Linked DNA regions of Mus musculus: regions 1, 3 and 4 are each linked to region 2. A link is a contact called in public Hi-C, HiChIP or PLAC-seq and promoter capture Hi-C data. All regions are on one chromosome and are shown on one strand. Each heading gives the region's core, a stretch centred on a gene start, on an enhancer-like site or on the middle of the called end of the contact. The rest is flanking DNA. Distances are from core to core; before and after follow the strand shown.

Region 1 (2,924 bases), core at 413-2,912, 1.4 Mb before region 2:
CTTAACTTTGAGAAGATATGGCAGGTTTAAATAGGTCATACTGCAATGCCCTTTAAAAATGTCTTTGGATCTTTAAGGTGTCAATGACTTTTGACAGTCCCCTTTGCAGATGTTCTAGGTGAAGGAAAAAAAGGAACACCACAACCCCTGCTGGCTTAAACTGCCATCAACCTCAGGCTGGGATTACCTACGGCAATATACAAATAATGGATAGTTTCAATAACTATTTTTAGAGTGAGAATTATATCAATCCTCCATTAAAGTTCAGACAGAAGCGTGTGAGGAGCATGGCAGAGGCTAAGGGGAGATACGGATGACTCAAAAAACCTTGGCAAGACTGCCTCCCTTCAAATGACAGAAAACGAAAAGTACCTTCGCTAATACTAATTTCCCCTTCGATAATTTCTAAGGGTTTCAGAATGATTGACCTCAAGTGATCATTATCTTAGTGGAAAGGGTTAAAACCGAAACTGTTTTCAAGCACCAGCTTCCCTTTTACAAGATCCCAACAGTTTCTGCAAAAAGTTATTACATGTATGTTTTCTTAGCACCTCTTTCCTTCCCAAAAGAATGCATTCCCAGGACTACTGATTCGTTCTTCATCTTCAAAGCCGAGGGGTGAGGGAAATAGTAAAAAAAAAACAAAAAACAAAAACAAACCAAACAAAACAAAAACAAAAAACCCCAAACCCTTAAAACAGCCTAGGGCAGAAAACAGCATTTTCTCCGACCGCGTGGGAGCCGGGGAGAGGGGCAAGAATAAAATACAGCACCAGAGAAAACCTTGGGTTTCGAACTTTATTGCACAAAGAGCGCTGTAGAGGAAAGCAGGTCGGACGTTGCGGCTCGCCGAGCGGGCACCGCCGCGAAGGCGGCAGCACCTTCACCTCCTCTGCCCTCAACTGTCTCCTTCTTCTTCCTCCTCCTCCACCCCCCACGGGCACCCAGGCGGCGGCCCGGGCGGCCAGCCCGGCACAGCCGGGGCGAGCGAGCGTGCGAGCAGGCGGGCGGCGGCGGCGAGGAACGGGGGGCGGCGGCGGGCGGCCTCCCCCGGGGCGGCTCCGCTCCGCGCCGGCTCCGGCTCCGCGCCCGGCACGGCCGGGCCCGGCCCGGCCCGGCGGCGGGAACGCGGGCGCCAGCTTGCCGCGGCCGGCCGCCCGCTCGCTCGCACCCCGCCCCGGCCCGGCCGCCCCCCGCCATGAGCGCCGCCGCTGGCTGCAGGCAGAGTCGCTGCCGCCCGGCCGCCGCTGGCTCCAGTCCGCCGCCATTATTCTTTGTTCGCTGCGAGCGGCGGCGGTGTTGTGGGGCTCGGGCGGAGGCTCCATCTTTACCGCGGCCCCTCCTGCGAGGGGAAGGCCCCGAGCGCGGGTGTCCGGCGCCTCCCCGGCCCCCCTCTGTCCCCCCGGCTCTCTCCGGCTCCTGCCTCCTCCTCCTGCTCCTCTTACCGGTGGTACAAGCTCCTCCGTCACTGCTTTCGTTCGCGGCCCGGATCTCGCTGGAGTTTTATTCTCTCCCCCACGTAACACACCGCGTCAAACTACACCTCCGCCGCGTCACTCACCAACACTCCGCTTCTCCCAGCCGCCCGGGCCACAGGCAGCAGCAGCCGCCGCCGACTGAGGAGCCGCAGCCAGGGAGCCAGCCAGCGCCGCCCAGTGCCGAGTGCGCAGCGGCCACTCACGGAAACAGCCGAGCTCGACCCGGAGCCGCTCGACAGGCCCCGCCCCCGCGCTACTGGCGGAACCTGCCGAAGGCCTTCGGCTACTTCCCGGCGCTGCGAAGGGGTTGACCGGGGAAGCTGGTGTAGGCGGTTTGAGACCCGCTCTGGAGGCACGATCCGAGCCTCACTGTGGCGGGTGGAGGCTTCGGACGCCAGCTGAGGAGATTTGGAGGAAGCGGGGTTTGTGTGTAGCCAGATTTGGGGTGGTGTGGGGATTCCCGGGGTGGCGGGGACTTGCTGGAAACCCCCGCGCGGTCTGATCCTGCGGCGGAAGCAGACCGCCCGGGAACTTTGACGCGCCGCGAGGGCCCAGAGCCGCGCGGACGGCGCTGGAAGGTTGGAGACGCCGGCTACCGGCCAGGGGAGTCTGCCGGGCCGGAGCTGGTTCTTTGCTGGGAAGAAAGCTATGGCACAGGTGGCATGTGGGGATTCAGCTCCGCTTTGCGGCCAGCCAGAGCCCCTAGGTACTGGGTACCGTCCTCCCTCTGAGGCTGGAGAAATGATCAGCCATGCTGCTCTCAACACTTGAAACAGATCCCCACCCTACCTGCCCGCGACATCCTGTGCTGACTTTTCTCAGCCCTTTCTGCAGCGGTGGCACGCTGCTGCGGCGTGGCTTCCACCGTTTGCACCCCAGAACTTGACAGTGTGACTTCCGTAGCCTCAAAGCTACCGCAACTGCTCTCTGAGTTGCCCCTAACCGCCAGTTCTTCACCTTTTGTTGTTGTGCCGTTCAGCCCTCTTCCTATAGTTTTGTTCCTGCTGGACGCCAGCCCTTGTTGACGTTTTATAACACTGAGCTTGCCTTCATTCCGTGTGTCCTAGCCGTTCCCGCTTTCCCAAGGACATTATACTGAAGAGTAGCTTAATTTTCTTTTGTTTCTAACCAGAACTTTTAGCATGCTAACGTCTCTTCCTCTCTTTAAGAAGACTCTTGTGGCATTGGTGAGATGAATAAAGGCCCTTGCCACCAAGCCAGATAATCTAAGGTCAATTTCGAGAACCCACGTGGTAGAAGGAGAGAACCAGCTCCCATAAGTTGTCCTTTGACCTCAGCACTTACATCACAGTAGTATGTGTGGGCAATAAATAAAATATAGAAACTTCCTCCTTAAGCTCCTTTCCGAGTTCCACCTGTCTTTTACTGTCTCTCTCCATTTGCAGTGGCTCTGAATTGTCACAGTCTTCCTGTCTATGTAGTTTT
Region 2 (3,095 bases), core at 531-3,030:
TCTGATGCCCTCTTCTGGGGTGTCTGAAGACAGCTACAATGTACTTAACATATAATAAATAAATATTTTTTAAAAAAAAGTTATAACTCAGAAATAGGCATTTTAAACATCAATTACACCTAAAATGCTTTGCAATGAATTTTAAATGAGCATCCCTAATTCCCTTGCAACATACAAAAAGCCTGGCTAGTTCCTACTTCTCCTAACACCTCCGCCATGGACATGTCAGGCTGCAGCAGCAGCTGGCTGTCTCCATGCCTGGTGCACTTTTTCTTTGATCCTGTTTATGTGCTAAAGTTTGTTCATTAAAAAAAAAAAAAAGAAAGAAAGAAAGGGAGGAGATTCTGGGGCTGGACAAATGGCTCAGTGGTTAAGAGCACTGGCTGATCTTCCAGAGGACCCAGCTCAAGTGCCACATGGCAGCTCACAACTGTCTGTAAGTCCAGTTCTTGGGCATCTAAAACCCTCACACAGCCATACACGCAGGCAAAACACCAATGTACATAAAACAAAAAATCACTTAAAAAAAGTAAACCTATTACATCTTTGCAATGTACAAAGTCGCTCAACAGGCTGACACTACACCGGAAGTTCTGAACATTCCAACACTAGGGAAGAGAAGCCTACCCCTCAATTCTGTGTTCCAAGAAGCAGGCAGCAAAGTATGCAATGTACCAAAGGCCTAGACATTCATCAATCTATGCAAACTAAAAGAAAATAACAGAAATGGAATTCTAGATATAATTCTTAATAAATAATTTTACTTGAAGAAAATCCAAGGCATCTTTCAATCTGTTGCTAGGTTTATAGGAGTCATCTTTCTTCTTGGGCTGATAGATGAACTGGCTTGCTCAGCTGTCCTGAGAGTTTAAATACACACTACTTCTATTTGCACCGTGAAAAATAAACAGCTGTATTATGCCTTTCTGGGCAGTCAATAGGTTTTACTTACATTGCTCTGAGAGAAGACAAAAGCCATCTCTTTACAATTGACTCTCAGCAGCCTCAGTTCCTCAGATACCAAAACCACAAAATCTTACCTCTAATACATGAAACCATAAGTACGAATACATACAACATAAACGAGCATTAAATAAAGACAATACCGTGACCTCTAAGTCTCTCAAGTGCCAATTTACAGACTGGCCACCAGATACAGAACTTGGACCTGCCATAGAGAAAAATCATTATTAGCCTGAAAAAAAGAAAAAAAAATAGAAAAAAAAAAGTAAGCTGCCACTGTCACCCTTATGGAAAAAGTTAACATGGAAAACAATAATATCGTAAAACCTGTGTCTTGTAAAGATTTCTTTCCATCAGAAGGTGCAGAAACATTCCCCACCACGGAGCACACGACCTCCTTTCTGTTTCTTCCCTGCTTTTTCTCAAGTATGGGCTTTTTTCCAGCGATGAGAGGTAGAAATTTGGACTTTATCTGGCTGGAGCCGGTGCACTTCTCCCCTTGGCCCCTCTCTCCTCTGCCTCCAAGATGGTAGGAAAGTTGTCGTTTCGGAGGGCAGAGGAACTGCTCTGTGGTGTTATGTCCTCGCGGTGCCTGTAGTGGTGCTGTAGGAGGCTGCTGCCTCTTCTAGTGCAGGCGGGCAGCCCTGCCTTCTTGGCTGGAGAGTATATTCAGGGATTTCCCCTTAATGATCACCGACCCTGGGAGCACTTTTTAGTTTCCAAAATAAAAATATGATCCTCACCCCTCGTGTTAGACAGGGAAAGACTCTTGCCGAAGCCCAGGGAGGGAGCAGTAGCAGCCGAGCTCCCTAAGTCCACTGCCAGCGCCTCTCTGATCTGTCAGCCTAGGCGAGGGAGGGGGGGTTGAGGGGGAGGAAGGAGGAAAAAAAAATTAAAAAAAAAAAAAAAAAAAAAAGCAGCTGAAAGGTAAGCAGAGGCGGCCCCAGGCCCGGCCCACATCCCCGGGCTCCCGTAGGGCGGCGGGCTGGGCCGCGTAGGCAGGGCGGGCGGCGAGCGCGCTTACGTGAGGCCGGGGATTCGCCGGCCCACGCCAGGCCGCGGGCGGAGAATGAAAGGGTGAGTGGGGCCGGCGCTGGGGTGGCGGGGGATGGGGCACCGGGGGCCTCGGGGACGCCCGCGGGCAGCGTCGGCGGGGGTTCCGGCGGCGGCCTGAGCGCGGCGAGCGGCGCGGCCTGCGCGGGCCGGGCCCCAGGAGTGCTGCGGAAGGGGGGGCGCCCTAGGCCTCGGGCCCCGCGGCGGCCGCGCCCTGCCCCCGCGCCACAGGCCTCCCGCGCCCCTGGGGTCCCCCGGGGCCTCGGGGCGGGCGGGCGGGCTGCATCCTGCGCCGGCCCCAAGCTCTCCCGCGGGACGGAGGGCTGGGCGGCGGGGACCGGGGCGACGGGGCCTCGGAGTGGGGACCGTGCGGCAGCACCCCGTCCCCGGGCATCGCGCAGACGGGGCCCCCCGGATTCCGGTAACTGTTGGGTTTGTTTATCCCCCCCGCTCCACGGCGCTCTGGGCGGCCTGGCCGGGGCGGGGCGGGCGGCCTGGCGGGCGTGGGGTGGAGGGGCGGCGAGGAGTCAGGTGCAGCCGCGGCCCGGAAAGTTTCCTTTTAGGCCCGAATTGGAGGCCGCCTTCTCTCCGGGGAGCCCCGGTCCTAGCGCCCGGGACCCCCGAGGGCTTCGGGGGGCGAGCACTCGGCTGGCTCGAAACTCTTTGCCAGTTCCTGTCCGTTCAAGGTACTCCGCCCCTGCACCCCTCGCCCGCGCCGCGCCCCACCCCGCTCCCCGCGATCCCCGACGGGGCTGCCAACTCCAGCCCATTCCCCAAGAGCTCCAGGGCCCGGGGAGAAGCCGTCTCTTCCGGTTTGGAAAAGTTTTCAAGGGGTTTTTCTTAGCTTTATTAGTTAGTGACTGGGCTTTCGGGGGTGGGGAAGGGAGGAGGTAGATTCAGGTGCTGTTTCTATTGCAAAGTCAGGGTCCATCGGCCTCCCCTCCTCCCCCCTTTTTAAAAAACCCAGCACCCCACCAAGGAGCTGTGGGGGTGCTACTTGTGTCTTTATTACTACCCCCACCTTCTCTCCCGGACTCCTTTGGGTCCTCAGTCTCCCTCTCTGGACAGCTCCGGCAGGA
Region 3 (2,977 bases), core at 177-2,676, 1.5 Mb before region 2:
TGGGTTCTGATCCTGCATCCTTTGCAAGAGCAAAAGGCGCTCTCAACCACTAAGTCATTTCTCCAGCCCCTCTACCTCACTCACATTGGAAGTCTCCCAAGTTGTTAGCACCCCCCGTTGTGGTACCACCTAAGCAATGCTGCAGCACGCTCTGTTCTCCACGATTACAAAGGTTTCTTTCTCACTCCTGTTTCAGTTGTGAAGCTCCAACCGGGGACCTGGTGCTAAAGAGAGCCTGGATGTTAAGACACAAGCCTTGGCTAGGCATGGTGACACACAACCTGTAATCTCAGCACTTGCCAGTCTGGGGCAGGTGCATCTGAGTTTGAAGCCAACCTGGTACATATATAGTGAGTTCCTGGGCAGACAAGGCTATGTAGAGAAGAGAGATCCTGTTTTAAACTAAACCAAACCAAAGCCCTGGGATAGTGAGAAAGGAGCAACTACCCAGCTGCGAGGGGCTCTTTCACCCACGTTCTGATGGTAAGAACAATTTGTATGGTCAAGTATGAACTAAGGATAGGAAAATCCCTGGGCATATTAAAGACAGCCATATAGCAGGCTGAGCACTTAAATATGTACTCTATCAAATGCTCATTACTCTCTCCCCCAAGGATTAAACAAGTCTTTCTTCTCAGATATTTAGAGGCTCACCAGTGGTTTCTGTTTGTGCTCTCTTTAATGTCTACACTGCTATAGATGTTGATTTTCCTAAGCGGATGTGTGCCCTTTCTAAGCAAGTCGGCAATAATTACAACTCTGGGAGCTAGGAGGGGCAAAAGGAACACGGTAAGTAAATGTAATGTTGCAAATGCTCTTGTTGGCAGTGTGCTGGAGAGCTTGGGGGAAGTTTTAAAGTCATATACATATGTATGCAATCCTCCCCTGTGTGTGTATACATTTTCAGTGGAAAGATGGAGAATAGGGAGACAGAATGGTTAGCTAGATCCCAGGAATCTGGGGAGGTCAACCCATTTACATTTTTGAATGTTTTTCTGACCCAAAGTCTACACTTTCCTGTGCCTAGTTTAGGTCCCCAAAAGAAAGAAATAAAACAGAAAACACACGGAAGAAAGGTATTTCTTCTTCTAGTAACTACATATCAACGTGGTGTGGTCTTTTCACTTGTGCGTATTCACTGATGAAATCGGATTAGCTCTCTCTAGCGCAAAAACGTGAGCTTTAATAAGAAAAGGAAAAGGGGAAGCTGAGAAGCCGAGATAGCACAAAGCCATGGAGCAAGTAAGGAGAAAACTTACTAAGAGAAAAAACGGAGGAAGAAAAGACCCAAACAGGAAACTCAGTAACTTGAGGAAAGGGCTCTTACTGGTCCCCAGTTTACTGCAGGCCACTTGTCCCCAGTCTCCCGCAGCTGGTGCTGGAATGTGGAGGTCAGGCGCGCCCCCTGCCGGCCGGGAGAGGCGAGGGCGGTCGCGGCTCGGCAGGGTCCGGCACGCGGAGACCCTTGGGTGGCCAGGTCCGGGGATGGAGTTTGCAGCCGAGGCTGCCGGCCAGGATTTAGAAAGGCGTCCATTTCGGCCAGCAGAGTGGCGGCGTGGAGCGACGCGAGCGCCCGAGCGCATGTGGTCGGGCTCAAAACCCGGCCTGGGCGTCGCACGCCCACTCCCCAGCCGCGCCGTGGTTAGGGATGCTCGGTAGTGTTCTCTCCCACTTCACTGCCACCAAACGCGGTGACTACGTTTAGTTCTCTACTTCGCTACGCATCCTTGGGCGCCAACGTCGCCGACTAACTGTCCACTTTAAGGTCGGCCTTTCTCCCATGCAAGGCACCCCACGCCCCTGTGCACTCGCCCTCCCTGGCGCCCCAAAACCGTAGGGCCTCACAGGAACTACACAGCACGGGCCAGGGGAAAGCGGCGGTACCGGGGAAGGGGACCGGAAACCCGCGTCTCTCTTCCCGGAACCAGCTTCCACCGCCTTCTGCCAATCCAGCCTTTTAAGGAGGAGCTCCGCACAGCGACTGGGCAAGGCTGTGCGCTTGCGCGGCTCGGGTACCCTCCCGGAACCGTGAGTATCTACGTGGAGGCACTGCAGGGTGGCCAGCGGGCTGTGTGGGCGCCAAGCCTCCACCCGAGGGTCCGAAAGGAGTCTCTGCAGAGCCCTGCTCCCACCATGCTGGGTTCCCGGGACTCTTTCGTGGGCGCGAGGGAAGCGCATCTGTGGCCCCCGGGTGTCGTGCGGGACGTGCTTTTTGTCCCGCGGGTTGTCCGCCAGTATTGTCCGCTCCAGCCCCCAGGGTGACTCCATCCACTCTGCCGTAGGGAGCCTTCTAGGGTCAAAAGGCAGGGCGAACCCTTAGGATTTAGCAGAAGTACGCATTTGGCTCCTTTGTCCTAGCTGAACATGAGGATGTAGGTTGGCGGACCAAACAAACAAAAATGTGGGAGCTGGGTCCAGACAGATCAGGTGCCCAGGGCCGTCACTGTCACTTCGTGTACCGTTCTTTATGTAATGCCCAAGTAGTAACAGGAGCCTGTAGGGTGCCACAGTAGTTAGAGATTTCTAGGCGTTTCCTCCTCAGAGTTATTAGTTGACACCAATTCAGAGCCAATTTTCACTTCCCTCAAGTCTCGGAGGAAAAGCTGTTGAAGAAATTGGATGCACCTCAGTCTATTTCTTAGTTTGAACTTGTAATAACGTCAACAGCTTTTCCAAGTTACTTAAGTAAGATACAGCACTCAACTTCTGACTCTGGTGACACTCAGGATTCTTTTTGCATGACAGGTCTCAGCAGAGATAGACAGAAGAAATGGCCCTGGTACCCTATGAGGAGAGCGCGGCAATAGGGCTCCAGAAATTCCATAAGCCTCTCGCCACCTTCTCTTTTGCGAACCACACCATCCAGATCCGTCAGGACTGGAGGCAACTGGGAGTTGCTGCAGTGGTGTGGGATGCGGTAAGTCAGCACTGCAGGGCCTTTGAAAACATCCACAGTTGCAAGACTGTATTCTAAAAA
Region 4 (2,989 bases), core at 403-2,902, 2.0 Mb after region 2:
AATAGTTAAACAAAACAAATGGCTTCTTATGACTGAGTCCCAGTGGCTTCCACCCCTGTCTTAGGGTCTAGTATCTCTGCCTCCCACGGTTTGGTTTCTCTGTTTCTCACTTTCTCTTCCCGCCTCCTTTTTCCTGCCTTACTCTTGATCTCTGAGCTCTAATGAGGCACAGTCAGAGGAAAATATTCAACCTCTTTAAGAAGTTTGGATACTCAACATTGTAAATCTTCTTAAGAAATTGAACAATAAGAATATTTTATTTCATGGTGAAAGCATGAAATAAACACATACAGATTTTTCCCTCAATAAGCTTTTCCCCATCAGTTTTTGCTATGAGCCACCACACACACACACACACACACACACACACACACACACACACACCACTCTACTGATGGTTTCGGTATGCGTAGTAGAGCCTCCTTTAGCTAATGACTGTGAAAAAAAATAACATAATATTTTAGTGATGTTTCCTGAAATGGAACTATAAAAGACCTACTGTGTACTTCAAGGCTCTGATTTTTGGAGTTTGTTTTACCTTTGTTGGTTTTTGAGGGGAGGGTGTTGGCCATTGAACAAATAAACAAACCACTACATTCATCAAATGTTTCTTTGCACTACTACACTACATAAACATGTCAATAAATCCTCACCAGCTAAACTCCCACTATGTTAGAAAATATTTACACAGGGTGTGAAGTGTGGGATCAGGTCTGGTGGTGGTGGTAGAGATGCGGAAGGCATTTAAAAGGGACAAGGGCAAGGTGGGAAGATGGCTCAGTCAGCAGGTGCTTGCTTGCAAGGTTGAGGACTTGAATCGGATCTCCAGAACCCATGTAGAGGACAGGGTCTGGATGGGACAGAAAGGCACATTCTTCAGCCATTCTCCAATTTGTAAGACAATCTGTGAGAGTTTGTCAGGAGCCCTATAGTCTTTGAGTTTCTGTTTGTTTCTTTATCAAATGAAGAAGATATGTTAATAACCATGATGATTAATTGATTAATTTCAGATATTAAAATAACACTCAACTTCATTTAAGTAACTAATTTTCATTTTCTATAGATTTCCTGCTTAAACAACAGATTCCTGTGTCTGCTGTTTGGCCCTGATATGTTCCCAAGAGCAGGGCCTTGTCTAAATAATACACCAGGATTCAGCCAGAAAAGAAAATGCACATATGTTCAATGAAAATTGAGCTTCATGGGACATTTAAAGGAGAGAGTAAATTTTAATTTAATGTATACGCTAATCTTATTATAGTTAATGTTCATGGAACACTTTTCAAGAGACCTCACAGTTATAGTCATGCGTTATTTAGGAACAGGGCTGTATTCTAAGAAATTGGTTGCTAGGCAATTTTGTCATTGTGTGAACAGCACTTAGTGTATTTACACAAACCTAGGAGGTGTGAGTCAGTCATTCACGTTGACGTATTGATTTGAAGGAGAGCTGCAGTAAGCTAACCCTTACCCCTAGTCCTTTTGTGGACTAAAGGGAACTCAGATACTGGGCTAGTAGGAATGTAAACTAATCCAGTCACTATGGAAATCAGAATAGGGGGTCCTCAAAAAACTAAAGCTAAATCAAGCACATGACTCAGCCACACCACTTCTGAGTGTTTACCCAAAGTCTCTACGTCGATCATCACAGAGATACTTAGCCCAGCCATGCTAGCACTAGCACTAGGTGAACTAGGGCAGTCACAGAACCAACCATGGGGTCCAGCAGCAAAAGAGTGGGAAAGAAAATGTGGTCCACAGACAATATGGATTTTTTTCCAGCCATAAAAAAAAGAATGGAGTTATCTCATTTGCAACAAGAGATAACAATAGTAAGCAAATTAAGACGGTTCCAGAAAGACAAATACCATGTTTTCTCTCACTTGTGGCTTGTAGATTATAACATAGATACATTAAAGCCTGCACATGTATCTGCACTGAAAGCAAAAATGAAACTGTCTCAAAGAACAAAAGAGACTGACAGGAGGGGGAGGAAGCAAGGAGAAGGGGGAGGAGGGAGAATTTGCATAACAAGCAATATATGCTTGTATGAAAATGTCCTTACGTAACACAGTACCACATGCAGTTAATACACACAGCAAAACTTTTTTCTTTAATTTGAGATACAGTAACTGTGAGATGTGAGCATGCAGCTGCTCACAGCATAATAGGCCGCACTGCTTTACAGGAACCCTGAAAATGAGGGTCTAAATGAGTAACAGCATCATATAGTAGATGCAGAAGCTAACAGAGTGGTTAGCTCATCACGCTGCATTGCTGCATTTTCTGATTGGTGCTGTGGTGGGTGGTAGCTTTGTTTCCACCAGCATCTCTTCAGTCACGTGATCTGACATCAATGGGAGATGGGAATTTCTTCCATTTCACTACCATTGTATGGAGTCTCTTCACCTATGTGGTCCACCGTTGACCAAAAATGTCATTTTCAACACTGACCTATCTCCGTTTTCCCCAGAGATTCTACGATTTATCACTTCATCTTTATCATGGTAACAACAGCTTTTCCAGATTTCCTCTCCCTTAACCAGCCAATGATGGCAAATAGTGTTTGTTCTCATATGGCTCCTCAGTTTCCACATGGAGTAAGCACTCTCGGTCCTCAGTGTGTAAAGACTGGAGAAACCCATGCAGGGCCAAACTGTTCATCGGGTCTGTTCACCAGTGAGAGGAAACAAGATCTTGCTTGTATCCCACTGAAAGCTCAGGGTGGGATAAAAGAGATAATTCTTGGACCAGGGAGTGTTCTTTTTTATCATTTTTTTCTATGTGCACTGGTGTTTTGCCTCAATGTGTGTCTGTGTGAGGGTGTTGGATCCCCTGGAACTGGAGCTATAGACAGCTGTAGCTGCCATGTGGGTGCTGGGAATTGCTCTGTAACATCTAAGCCATTGCTTTAGCCCTGGCAGTGTTCTTTTAATGATCTGAATCGCTGGAGCAATCTCCATCTCTGGTGTTGCCAGGGCCCGTCCCA

What was found. Promoter capture Hi-C pulls out the DNA fragments that hold promoters and counts their contacts. A called contact is a pair of places that touch in the nucleus more often than the background predicts. HiChIP or PLAC-seq counts read pairs in DNA pulled down with a chosen protein or histone mark.
Region 1: a Hi-C map of B cells shows a contact between it and region 2, with 7 read pairs. The contact joins the promoter of Creb1 here to the promoter of Ino80dos in region 2. A contact is called at or near these places in 4 of 39 promoter capture datasets (the HPC-7 cell line, hematopoietic stem and progenitor cells, liver and 1 more), 3 of 484 Hi-C or Micro-C datasets (B cells, CD8 T cells and muscle stem cells), 6 of 115 datasets of contacts at active chromatin or transcription factors (acute myeloid leukemia, astrocytes, extraembryonic endoderm stem cells and 3 more) and 1 of 9 other capture datasets (adipose tissue).
Region 3: a contact with region 2 is called in a promoter capture Hi-C map of cranial neural crest. The contact joins the promoter of Mettl21a here to the promoter of Ino80dos in region 2. A contact is called at or near these places in 3 of 39 promoter capture datasets (cranial neural crest and liver) and 2 of 115 datasets of contacts at active chromatin or transcription factors (astrocytes and pancreatic cancer cells).
Region 4: an H3K27ac HiChIP or PLAC-seq map of thymic regulatory T cells shows a contact between it and region 2, with 11 times the contacts expected there. The contact joins the enhancer-like site here to the promoter of Ino80dos in region 2. A contact is called at or near these places in 8 of 39 promoter capture datasets (the 3T3-L1 cell line, cranial neural crest, frontonasal cranial neural crest and 4 more), 2 of 484 Hi-C or Micro-C datasets (CD4 T cells and regulatory T cells), 7 of 115 datasets of contacts at active chromatin or transcription factors (astrocytes, embryonic forebrain, embryonic midbrain and 4 more) and 3 of 9 other capture datasets (adipose tissue, embryonic stem cells and liver).

Annotation. Positions count from the first base shown.
Region 1 is chr1:64,531,542-64,534,465 of GRCm38.p6, reverse strand. Creb1 (cAMP responsive element binding protein 1) reads right to left here and starts at 1,662. Exons shown (of 9, transcript NM_009952.2): 1 at 1,446-1,662.
Region 2 is chr1:63,113,156-63,116,250 of GRCm38.p6, reverse strand. Ino80dos (INO80 complex subunit D, opposite strand) reads right to left here and starts at 1,780. Exons shown (of 4, transcript NR_045915.1): 1 at 1,707-1,780. Ino80d (INO80 complex subunit D) reads left to right here and starts at 1,984. Exons shown (of 12, transcript NM_001114609.1): 1 at 1,984-2,040.
Region 3 is chr1:64,616,213-64,619,189 of GRCm38.p6, reverse strand. Mettl21a (methyltransferase like 21A) reads left to right here and starts at 1,426. Exons shown (of 3, transcript NM_025964.4): 1 at 1,426-2,917. The coding sequence starts at 2,771.
Region 4 is chr1:61,134,799-61,137,787 of GRCm38.p6, reverse strand. No RefSeq gene overlaps it. Among named protein-coding and RNA genes, the nearest start is that of Icos, 160 kb to the right of the region's middle. Within about 2 kb of position 1,652, at least 32 of the 459 cell types and tissues checked have an H3K27ac peak or open chromatin away from gene starts, as enhancers often do. A contact at or near this core is called in regulatory T cells and thymic regulatory T cells, where this site is marked.